2 separate regions of the Mus musculus genome follow, and region 1 is linked to region 2. The links are chromatin contacts, called in public promoter capture Hi-C maps. All regions are on one chromosome and are shown on one strand. Each heading gives the region's core, a stretch centred on a gene start, on an enhancer-like site or on the middle of the called end of the contact. The rest is flanking DNA. Distances are from core to core; before and after follow the strand shown. Region 1 holds the start of Vwf (Von Willebrand factor). Region 2 holds the start of Ltbr (lymphotoxin B receptor).

What was found. Capture Hi-C pulls out chosen DNA fragments and counts their contacts.
Region 1: a contact with region 2 is called in a promoter capture Hi-C map of adipose tissue. The contact joins the promoter of Vwf here to the promoter of Ltbr in region 2. A contact is called at or near these places in 4 of 39 promoter capture datasets (cranial neural crest, hematopoietic stem and progenitor cells, hippocampal neurons and 1 more), 2 of 115 datasets of contacts at active chromatin or transcription factors (embryonic stem cells and pancreatic cancer cells) and 3 of 9 other capture datasets (adipose tissue, liver and macrophages).

What each region holds. Positions count from the first base shown.
Region 1 is chr6:125,550,417-125,556,568 of GRCm38.p6, reverse strand. It overlaps Vwf (Von Willebrand factor), which reads right to left and starts at 3,621. Exons shown (of 52, transcript NM_011708.4): 1 at 3,370-3,621; 2 at 2,062-2,116; 3 at 1,055-1,219. The coding sequence starts at 2,116.
Region 2 is chr6:125,309,716-125,316,074 of GRCm38.p6, reverse strand. Ltbr (lymphotoxin B receptor) reads left to right here and starts at 2,190. Exons shown (of 10, transcript NM_010736.4): 1 at 2,190-2,485; 2 at 2,589-2,685; 3 at 2,956-3,081; 4 at 3,165-3,323; 5 at 3,709-3,805; 6 at 3,953-4,032. The coding sequence starts at 2,390. It also overlaps a transcript of Scnn1a not described here.

The sequences.
Region 1 (6,152 bases), core at 2,372-4,871, 240 kb before region 2:
TATTGCTGCGATAAAGCACGAGGACCAAAAAGCAAGCTGAGGAGAAAGGTGACTATTTGGCTTACATCTCCATCTCACTGTTCATTGTTGAGCTCAAACAAGGAGGTCTCTGGAGAGGTGCTGCTTACTGGCTGGTACCTCATGGCTTGCTCAGTCTGCTTTCTCATAGAACCCAGGGCCACCGGTCCAGAGATAACACCACCCACAATGGGCTGTGCTATCACTAGCACGTCGCTAATTAATCACTAGCACAGTCAATCACTAATTAAGAAAATGTCCAACAGACTTGCCTACAGCCTGATCTTACAGAAGCATTCTCTCAATTGAGGCTCCCTTCTTTCTGATGACTCTAGCTTGTGTTAAGTTGCCAGAACAAAGAGCATTCCAGAAGCGGGAGGAAGCCAGGAGAGTTGGTCATATCTATTACCCCAACACTCAAAAGGCCAAGGCAGAAGAACCTCCATTTTAGAACCAGTGTGGGTCACGCTGAATGTGAGGAGTGGGGAATCTCACAGCCATGGCCACAGGCAGCTTACAAACAGCTTAACACATGCCTGGGCCCACAGCACGACTAAAGACGGCCTTCTCTGGATACAGTTTCTCATTTGTAAACAAGAATGATTGTGCCTGCATCCCACAGCTGCGGTGAGGATGCGAAGACAACACAGGTGGACTATCAGCTCCTGTCGGTAAGTTAGGAGGTATCCAAGCTCTTAATTCTGAATTCCACGTGTCCCAAAGCTCTTCTACGCCATCTTCTTTCTCTATAATATTGAACTCCTGGGATGTTGCCTGGACCCACAGCAATGGACACAATCAGTAACGTAACACAGATGTCCTCACACCAGACTTTGAGAAGGTGTCACAGAAAGGCTGTTGCCCTAAGGGAAGGTGTCATGGGAAGGCCACCATCTTCAAGGGAAGGTGTCATGGGGAGACCACTGCCCTCCACATTCTCAGAAGTGACCTCGAATCTCAGGTCCTGAGCGTTGGAACCGTCCCCCATCTCAGCTGCCCCTGCTCTGGGATCCTGCCTCGGGTACCCAGGACTCACCGAGAATGGAGAAGGAACGTTTCTGGCAGTCCCCAGCCAGGAGATAACTGCAGCCCCCTGCAAAGCTGTACATGGTCTCATCAAACGTGTTGATGAAGTCGTCCCCAAAGAGGCTGCATCGGGCCGTCGACGGCCTGTCACGGGGCTTTTCTGTGCAGAGGGTCCCTGAAGGAAGAAGCCACGGGTGAGCATAATGGGACCATCATCCCAAAGTTCTCTGACCCCACAGAAGCCAGGCTGCAACAGAATGAAAATAGAAGCAAGGAAGAGCTTTCCATTTTAAGTGAGGCCCCTTGCCTCTGAGCATGACCCCAGACTCATGGTAATAATGGAGAAACAATCTTCCAGGACATAGATTCATCTTAGTGACACGTCCTGCCTTATGCGATGATGCCTGGTATAGAAAACTTAGAGAACACAGAAGAATTCAGAGTATAGAGATGGTAGAGTCATCTGTGCCCCCCACCCCATGGGCAGTAACGAGTTGGTGCTCCCACAGTTGCTTTGTTCATTGCTCTGCTTCACCAGTCAAAGGGCATGGCTGGCATTTCAGTGAGAGAGGTTAAGGTGGGACAAGCAGTGAGGTGACAAGGGGGTGGCCTAGAACCCAGAGAACTGTCCTTGGACTTTGGCTCTGTGTGACTCTCGTGCAGTAGTGTCTCTTCTCTGACCAGCAGTCTCCTCATCTACATTGAGAGATTCAGCCAAATGACCACATGAAAACAAGTGCTGTCTCCAAGACTGGGATGCCGTCTGTCCTGCCCTGTGCTCCCATCACATGGTACAATCCTGTGCTACCAAGTTCCTTCAGATATCCAGTTTAGAGGGGATGTAAATCAGAAACAAGGTTCTGCATAGCTGTCACAGGAGTTGACCAGTGACTCCTAAAGTCACAAGTCTAACACAGATGGAGCACAGGTGAGTTCCAGACACATGTACTGAGCCCTGGAAGGAGGTGTTCCCAGTGTCCTGGGAGAAGGTAAGGAAAGAAAATGTTTTGTACCTACCTGGCCAGGTGAGGGCCAGAACAAGCAGGCAGATCTCATACCTGAAAGGGTTCATCTGCAAAATAAAATAAAATAAAAAGGAAATGAGCTGGTTCTCACCGTCCAGAGAGGTGGCAAGGACAAGCTACCATCAATGCATGTGTCCATTGAGGGAACATTTTCTTAAGCCAATAATAATAATAATAATAATAATAGTAATAATAATAATAGAAGGAGGAGGAGAATGAGACTAAGAATAAGGATTCTCACTGCCCCCCATGCCTCCTTTAAACGTGGAGAACTAGTCCCCAAAACCCTCCCACAGCAGAGCCAGGCTTAAGAGTGACAATCCCAGTGAGCCACACTGCCGAGACCTTCTCCAGACAATGGTACCATGGGGTGGGAAAGTTCTGGTTCTATTCTCCTGCCCTTGATGTTAGCCTAGCATCCCATGACCCCACAGTCCTGCAGCATCTGGAACAAAGGTGCCATTCCACCATCACACATAGCAACCAACTAGGAGAAGGGGCTGGCTTTTGTTGTTGCCATCAGAACCCAGACTCAGAGACCAGTCAAGGCCACCACTGAGAACTTGTTAGTCACCTGCCCTGGACCGTGAGTACCTTTAGAGCAGGGACTGTCCTTCTCACCAACATCCCTGGGACCTGCAAGGATACTCAGCACCCAGGAATGCTCTGTAAATGTTTGCTGAATGGCCTTGACAAGGGGACAGGAATTTAACAGCCCTGGACCTGAGAACATTTCTTTACAATGTGCCTCACCCCACTGCCCACTCAATCCTGGCTGGCTAAGCACACTCACCCACCCCGCGACTCTCAAAGCCCCTGCTGCCACCCCTCTCTTCTGGAGAATGTTACAGGACATACAGAAGGTGCCACCTAGGGCATAGTGGGTACAACCCTTCTTACATAATGCCCATTCAGACGAATGAAGAGGGGTAAATCCAGCCTCTTATGAGTGTGAACCGGACATGGCCAAGACTGGGTCACAAAGCAAGTGTCCCTCTCCACTGCCCTCCCAGCACACAGGTATATCAGGGGCTCCAAGCACATACTCAAGAAGGGAAGGAAGGGACCTACCAATCTCATCTGAATACAATTCTGCCAGGCCAGAAAGCCTCTTCAGAAAGAAAAGCAGGACCCAGCAGCAACAGCAGAGGGACCATAGGATCCAGGTAGCTTTGAATCACTCCTCCAGACAAATCCCTTCTGTTATAGGATCCGCAGCCAGATCCTCAGGGGCAGGGATCAGCCCTGTACCTTCCCCCACCCCTCAGCTAAGCCAGATCTCCATCCAAAACCATCATACCTTGCCCATACAAACAGGGGCTGTATCTCCAAGGTCCCTTGAGGAAACCCAGCCGCTACTCAGTGGTGCCACCTCTCACTCCTAAGCCATTTTCCTGCGCAACTGCTGGATGGATCTGCTCAGACTCTGAGCCGACCTGCTGTCAAGTTGTCCAGGGGCTTCAAAGTCCTCAGAGCCAGGGAGAGAAAACCCAAGCTGTGCCCCAGCCCATTCCTCTGCCTGCAATAGCTCCAAGTTGCCACCACAGAGCCCTGGCCTTCTCTTAATTACCAGCGGGAAACAATGGCAGGAAGCAGTAGTCGAGCCCTTCCAGGCTGATAAGGCTTGAAAAGCCAGGAGGGAGAGCTCCTGGAATCTGCTCCCCAAACACCACCACAGCTCAGTTTGGTCCCCGAGACACCCTGAGTGCCCCTTTAGGCAGCCAGGACCAGGGACAGTAGGTTTCCCATGACAGCCTGGTCCAGGCTAGGAGAGAGAACCAGGCTTACATCAACGTGGCTTCTGGTTCCAATTTCCAGAGGTTTTGAAAAACTCTTCTAACCTAGCCAACTTAGCAGCAAGGTGAGAGGAAGAAGTATGTTAGCACTTCCTGCCCCGTCACCCACAGGTATGAACCGTCCAGGCTAGACCTCACAAAAACCTAGCCTGTTTGTATCTTAGCCAGTGTTTTATGTACATGGTAGCACATGCCTGGAGACAGAGGCAGGAAGGTCTCTATGAGGTTTGAGCCAGCCTGGTCTACTTAGCAAGCTCCAGGACAGCAAGGACTAGAGAGAGAGAGAGAGAGCCTCTCTCAAAACAAACAGCAACAAAAATGAAAGCACTGGTCACAGTCTAAGTCTTTGGGAACTGGGGGAGTGGGGGTGGAAATGATGGTTCCATTCTAATACTCCCCCTTCAAAGACTCACACGTACACACCTGCTCTTTGCTAAGGCATAGAACCCAAGACCTGCACGTGATAAACAATCTTCCACTGAGCTACATCCCCGAGTTCCCACCACACCTCCACGCACACTAGCGTAAATCTGCACACACATACTCTCTCTGCCCCTGCCTCCCAACCTCCTATTCCCAAAAGCCCAGGTCTCAGCCAGATGGGACACACTAATTCCTGTTCAAAAAGAAACCAGGTACAATGTAGGAAAGCGAAGTGAGGCAGGACCTTGTCTGTGGGATTGCCGGCACTCAGCTGGGCAGCCCCCGCAGAGTGTCTAGGAGTGGCCTACTTCACTGCTTCTCACTACACCATTCCGCCAAGCCTCTGAAGAACTGCTATGCCCCCTTCACACACACCTCACACTCTCCCGTTCCCGTTTCCACTGTCTTAGTTAAGGTTTCTATTGCTGCAATGAAACACCATCACCGTGACCAACAAGCACGTTGGGGAGGAAAGTGTTTATTTGGCTTCTGTATCACAGTTTATCACCAAAGGAAGTCAGGACAGGAACAAGACAGAAATGTGGAGGCAGGAACTGATGCAGAGGCCATGGAAGGGTTCTGCATACAGGCTTTCTCACAATGCTTTCTTGCAGGACCACCAGTTCAGCACCATTTCCGATGAGCTGGGCCCTCCCCCATCAACCACTAATTAAGAAAATGTCCTACAGGCTGTACACAGACTCAAATTGTGGAAGCATTTTCTTAATTGAGGTCCCCTCCTCTCAGATGTCTTTAGCTTGTATCAAGTTAAAAACAAACAAACAAACAAACAAAAACAAAAAACCTAGCCAGCACAACCAGCCAGGGTAGGAAGGCCAGTGTTGCCAGGAAAGAAAAAGAATGAAAGAGGCAAGATTAGCCCTTAACATTTCTGTTACCAGAGTCCTTAGGGGCAGAGTCTAGAAGCCTAGTAATCTAGCCTTGGCCACCCATCATCAATGGGCCAAATTAAAAGGCACATGGTAACACAATACAGAGGAAGATTTATTCATGCGGCCACAGAGGGAAGAGAACAAGGAGACCCAGTGACCCCCCCCTCCCCCACCTAAACCATACTTGAAGTACTGACATAAAATTAGGCTTAAACAGAGGGCAGGAGGTGTGTGTGTGTGTGTGTGTGTGTGTGTGTGTAGGCAGTACTGGTCAAGGTGTAGTCTCTCCCCTTATTCCTCTACTTTTTCTTGGCTCCACTCTCCTGAAGAGTTGGTCTTACAAGTTGTTGGAACTATGTAAAATCTATTTCAAAATTCCTCCTCCAGCTTCCCACTTTACCTTCTCCAGCATAAGATCCCTGGGCAAACTCCAGTGTCTTTGGAACTGTCTCAATAGCATGACAACCAAAGGGAGGGGCACAGGCATCTCATCAGGATGTCCTTCCTCCTGGGGCCTGGAGAAATGGCTCAGTGGTTAAGAACACTGGCTGACCGTCCAGGGGACCAGGTTTCACTCCCAGCACCCACATGGTCGTTCATAACTGTCTATTAACTCCAGTTCAGAGGGATCTGACATCCTCTTCTGGCCTTTCAAAATGCTGGAAAAACACAGCACATTTTAAAATACACAGCTGGCCCAGAGTCAAATGAGTGGGACATGGTGGTGCATGCCTTTAATTCCATCCCTCAGGAGTCTGAAGTAGGAGGACCGTGAGTTCAAGACCAACCTTTACTACATAGTGAGACTTGGTCACATAAAAAACAAAAGCAAAAGCAAGCAAAAGTCTAGATGTTGGAAAAGAAATCCAAGAAAATGACTCCAAAGAATAAAAAAATGAAGAACGGTAGGAAGTGTTAGGAGAGAGCATGGAATAAAAGGAGCCAAGGAGAGGCATGAGAGTCAACCCAGG
Region 2 (6,359 bases), core at 941-3,440:
CTCACAAACTTTAAAATCCACACTAAAGGTAGCCAACACCTTTAATAGCAGAGCTTGGGAGGCAGAGGAAGGCAGATCTCTGAGTTCAAGCCCAGCCCAGACTACAGAGGGAGTTCCAGGTTAGCCAGAGCTACACAGAGAAACCTTGTCTTGGGGGGAGAATGATGTGAAAAAAAAAGACAGGTCACAAGTGAAAGCTAAGTAAGACAACATGGAGGCTCCTAATTCTCTCTCTCTCTCTCTCTCTCTCTCTCTCTTTCTCTCTCTCTGAATAGTACATGTGAATTTTCCCTAATAAAACATTAAAAAAAAAAAAAAGAAATAGTGAAATGTATCTAGGGCCGCTCCCCACCCACCCGTTCCTTTATGCTGTTAAGAGATCCAAGTGAGTCAAGCCCCTGCCCCAACTCCCTGAGCCCAGAAGGAAGAGAAATCAGAGGTCTGCTATTCAGTATCTCTACCACTGCCAGGGAACCTGGGACAATTGAGACAGACAGGTACCAGCAGAGTGGAGCTGCTGGGCCAGCACCCAGGGAGGGGACAGCACAGAGTGACTATCAAGAGCCCAGGCAGCAGTTAAGAGCATCAACTGCTCTTCTGAAGGTCCTGAGTTCAATTCCCAGCAACCACGTGGTGGCTCATAACCACCACTAAGGAGATCTGACTCCCTCTTCTGGAGTGTCTGATGATAGCTACAGTGTACTTACATATAATAATAAATAAATCTTTTTTTTAAAAAAAGTATACACTTAAAAAAAAAAAGCCCAGGCAAGTTCCCCCCCACCCCGCCCCGCTCTGTTCCCCCCTCTCCCCAGGTCTTCTCTAAAACTCAATCCCTTGCCAGCATTTCGAGGCTCCACCGAAAGCCTGTCTGGATATCTGATCCACCATGGAAAAGGTCAGTTCTCAGGTGAGCTATTGCAAGAGAAGGCTTTCCCTCATTCCAAATGAGAGTCCAACCCCACCCCCCACCCCCGAGTCACAAGGGAGGCAGGACAGATGTTGCCATGGGCTGGGATCTGAAAATCAGATCTGGACTGCAGTTAAGTTCTTCCAGAGTGGCTAAGCGGTGTGGACAGCCTTCATTTACACAACGAATATGTACCTGGCCAGTGGCATAAGCCAGATCATGCTAGACTCCGTGAGCCTAGACTAAATAGCCAAACCAGGCCACGGGCCAGCCAATAGCCTAGTAAGGAGCACAGGGCAGACATTAGGGTTCCTTGGGGGCTCCATGGCTGTTTTCTTAATAGAAATTTAGAGGGGTGTGTGTGTGAAGGGGGCTGGGGGGGGGGGTTGGGAATCAGTAGACGTGGGAAAAAGGGGTGTCACATACTTCCAGCAGCTCTGGGCTATTAATGGCAGGAAGAAAAGGCCCACCAGGCTTAACGATCTTGGAACCCTGTGCACCGCTGCCTGGCACCCTGGGCAGGTCTTCTCTAGAAAGTAAGGTACCTACACTGGCTGGGCTCTCAGGTCCCTCGGTTTAAGAGAGTTATAGGCTTATGTGCACACACGCTGGAACTAGGCTACCCAGCCCCAGCCCAGAAGCCCCCACTCACCAGGACCTGGGTTTACACACGCCCACCCTTCCGTGAGAGAGGTCCCAGAGGAGAGGACAGATTCAGGGCCAGCTGAACTCTCTCCAGTGTCTTGTGGTGTGCGCCCTGGTGTGTGGCGTGGGTGGGCTTGTTACTGTGGAAGCTTCTTTTTAAAAAGTCACAGAGTGGAGCAGGCCCTCAGTCTCTGCCAAGTGGGATGCCTGGCCAGACGCTGGCTGCATCTGCTAACCACCTCTGGGTATCCTGGCTGGGTGCACTGTCAATCCCTGGCGCCTCCTCTTTGCAAATCTGACACCCAGCTGTCCACAGCTCTCTGCCTCAACGTCCACGGCAGGTCAACCAAGTCAGCTCTGCCTCGGGCTCTCGGAGGTGGGCCTGACTGATGGCTAGCCACTGTCTCTGCTGCCCCCCTTTCGGCCAGCAAGCGATCCTAATCCGCAATCCCCTCTGAGAGCCAGGCTTCCGAAGAAAGGTGGAGGCCGGGTTCCGGGCCTGCAGCTCTCACGTGCTTTCCCGGCCACCCCCTCCCGCCCTGCGTCGAGGCGGCCAAGCCTGTTCCTCTTCCCCCCCCCCGTCGCGATTGCGACAGGCCGGCCTCTGCTCCCAGGGCTCCCTGCCCCCGCCCCCGGCCGGCTCGCTCCACTCCCACTTCCTGAGCCCGGCGCTGGAGCCCTGGAGGCCAGGCCCGGCCGCTCCCGGCCCCCGGGGGCACGTCGGCCCAGCCGCCAGGCTTGGGAAGTCGTGGCCAACGCTGCTCAGGACGTCCGGGCTTCCCACCTTCCTCCTAGGACTCCACCCGGTCTGGTCAGCCGAGCCGAAAGGCCGCCATGCGCCTGCCCCGGGCCTCCTCTCCCTGCGGCCTGGCCTGGGGGCCACTCCTGCTGGGACTCAGCGGGCTTCTGGTGGCCTCTCAGCCCCAGCTGGTGAGGGAGGGGCTAGGTGGGATGGACCAGGTTTCTCTCTAGCCCTTCTGCCCTCCAGAGCTGACCCTGCCTCATTCTTCTCTTTCTCCGCCTCCTCTGGAAGGTGCCCCCTTATCGCATAGAAAACCAGACTTGCTGGGACCAGGACAAGGAATACTACGAGCCCATGCACGACGTCTGCTGCTCCCGCTGTCCCCCAGGTGAGAACAGTGGCTCCAAGTGGCTTGGGTGGTAGAGGTGAGCCAGAATGAGCCAGCACTGCTAAAACTAGCCAGGAAGGAGAGTCTACGAAGCATTAGCATTGTCCCACGGACACTGAGATTTGAAGAGGTAGCGGCATGTAGCCATGAAGACAGGATGGGGACAAAGAGACCAAGGAGAGGCTCCGAGGCATGCAGCAAGCAGAGGCAGCGGACGCAGAGATGGACTTCTTGTCTCCTGATAACCCTCTTTCCCCATTCGCCTCATAGGCGAGTTTGTCTTTGCGGTATGCAGCCGCAGCCAAGACACGGTTTGCAAGACTTGCCCCCATAATTCCTATAATGAACACTGGAACCATCTCTCCACCTGCCAGCTGTGCCGCCCCTGTGACATTGGTAAGTGGGGACTCATCTGGATCTGCATGATGGGTACGACTGGGAGGGCCAGCTCCTCTCTGACTCTTCCCTCTCCCTGACAGTGCTGGGCTTTGAGGAGGTTGCCCCTTGCACCAGCGATCGGAAAGCCGAGTGCCGCTGTCAGCCGGGGATGTCCTGTGTGTATCTGGACAATGAGTGTGTGCACTGTGAGGAGGAGCGGCTTGTACTCTGCCAGCCTGGCACAGAAGCCGAGGTCACAGGTCAGAGGTCACTGAGGGCAGCCAGTAAAGGGAGGCTGGGCATCAAGGGCAAGGAACGTGATACTGTGCGCATGGTGCTTCTCCCCACTGGTACTGTGAGTGTGGTACCTCTGCCCACTGGGAGAACCATAAAGAATCTATCAGTCCTTGAAAAAGGCTCACAGGAGGGGGTCTGCCAAGACATGAACTGGTATGAGGAGCTTAGAAGGTAGCTCCCTCCTGTCAGCCCTGGGGAAGCTTGGGCAAAACGGCAGGCTGCAAAGCCAAGCTTGGGAAAGGTAGCAACTACAGAGCAGAATGGTTGGCAAAGAGGGGACGTAAAGGAAGGCCACCGAGTCCTCACACTTACCCACTCACCCCCACTGGCCTGCCTTTCTTTTGCCAGATGAAATTATGGATACTGACGTCAACTGTGTCCCCTGTAAGCCGGGACACTTCCAGAACACTTCCTCCCCTCGAGCCCGCTGTCAACCCCATACCAGGTGAGAGGGCCCTTCCCCCACTCACCTCCAGGAAACCCAAGGGTTGTCATCTCCTCCATCCTTGACTTCCGGCCATCCCGACCATGTGTTCCTGGAGCCAGTCACCAAGGGGAGCAGGGAGAAGCTCACAGTCTTGTTTCTCCACAGATGTGAGATCCAGGGCCTGGTGGAGGCAGCTCCAGGTACCTCCTACTCGGATACCATCTGTAAAAATCCCCCAGAGCCAGGTAAGACACCGGGCTGAGGAACACAAGGCAGGGTCGGTCTGGGAAGATGCCTCAGCCCCCCTCATCCACAGAAACAGGGAACAGTGCATCTTTCTTCCCAGGGTTAGACAAAGTCAGAAACATTTCTTCTGAAGAAATCAGAAGGAGGTAGCGTGTAGTTCCATGGTTAGAACGCTTGCTTGGGATACATAAGACCCTGAGTTTGGACCAAAAGAAAAAAAACGAAAACTTGGAAAGGCAGGTGTGGTGGTGCACCCTTGTAATCCCCAGCGCTTGAAAGGCTGCGGCAGAAGAATCAAGAGTTTGAGGCTAGCCTTGGCTACAGAGTGAGCCTGTCTCCATAGAGGGCCTGGAGATTAGAACATCCCTAGACTCTTTTCTTACACTTTCAAAATTATACATATTATGCCAGGAAACATTCCTGTGCTGTGACGTAATTCTAACCGGCTTCATCACTATGCTTGGATGCGATTCCGTCATAGCCTTCCTTCACTAATTGAATACCTCGTTGTTCACTTACACACATCTGTTGGAGACATGCTCCCCCACTGGGCTCTTTCTAGGTTTTCTTGTTTCTTGGTTTCTGTCTTCGAGGAAACCCACTAGTTTCCCAGCCTGGTGGTTGACTATAAGTTCTTCTGATGACTCTAATCGCTACTAATTGGCAGAATGTAGTAACATTTTTGAGTGACCAGACTTTTGTAATTATAGCTTCCACATCCTGAGAACAACTCTGAACCTCTCAGTGATTCCACTTAAGCTGCCTAATGATTCTATAAACTGGGATTATTCATTCTCACTGATGGGGGGAGAAAGCTGAGATGTTAAATGACTTGCTGGAGATCACGTGTGTGTGTGTGTGTGTGTGTGTGTGTGTGTGTGTGTGTATGTATGTGTGTGTGTATGTGTGTGTATGTATGTGTGTATATGTGTGTGTGTTTGTGTATGTGTGTGTGTGTGTGTGTGTGTCTGTATGTGTGTGTGTGTAAATCACGTTATTACTGTCTATATCTAGGTCTTCCTTACTTGGGGCTCATTTATAAGGTACACAAGCTATAAAATGTCCTAAGCCTTCACACCAGTTGTGGAAGCACACGCCTGTCACCCCTACATTTGGGAGGTGTAGCCAGGACCCAGGCTGGGCTGCATAAGACCCTGTCTCTGAGAGAAGGAGGAGAGAAAGAGGGAATGAATGAAAATTCAGCTAAAATTCCCCCACTGAACATAGAACATTTCCACTCTTACTACCTTGGTCTATCCCTTCCAACACATTCCCCGTGCATTTCTATTCATATAATCTTCTAGACTAAAAGTGGGGTGATAGAAGTGTTTTATACTTGACTTTTTTGATAAGGAGAAATTGGCAGTAGATGCTGAACCACTGAGATGATATACAAGCTTCCCTTACACACACACACACACACACACACACACACACACACACACACACATTCCCTTATATACTAGTATATTCCCTTATAGACTATAACATATAACTAGTATATATTATATAATATATTCCCTTATAGACTAGTTAACAATGTGTCATAAATATTTTCCCATCCTCTCTCAGAAACTTTCAGCTATGCATCCAAAATCAACTATGCATCAAATATCACTGGAGTATCAGAGCTAGGATTTAAAAGTCTGTTAGCCTGCTTGTTTTATGTATGACGAACTGATGCTTGGATAGGTGAACTGACTTAAAGACAGGGACCTAGCCGGGCATGGTGGCGCACGCCTTTAATCCCAGCACTCGGGAGGCAGAGGCAGGCAGATTTCTGAGTTTGAGGCCAGCCTGGTCTACAAAGTGAGTTCCAGGACAGCCAGGCCTATACAGAGAAACCCTGTCTCAAAAAACCAAAACAAACAAACAAAAAAAGACAGGGACCTAGGAGTCCAGACACCTGGTCCAGTTTCTCTCCATGCCCTGCATTCTGTATTTCCTTAGGCCACAAGTGTGGTCGAATCACCAGGGGCAAGCTTAGGGACCCAAACTCCCATCTCTCTGCCTCTGTCTTTGCCCTGTTATGAGCAAGGGGGTGAGCAGTTTGCAACTCCTACTCTCCCTGAGTGCCGTAGGCCAGGCTCGGAACTGAATCAAGTTCTCACAGGCACAGAGAGGCAATCTCAGGCCCAGTGGCCCCTCTGTAAGATAGCCAGGTCACGGACATGGGGCTCTCCCCTTAGGCCCAAGTACCACCTCCCCTCCCCTGCCACCCCACACCCCACCCCCGCCTTTCACCAATTTCCAGCATTGAAAGCCAGCTTCCCACTCACTGCTCACCCACTGACTTCCAGAGATCTAGACACCAACACTCAGGACA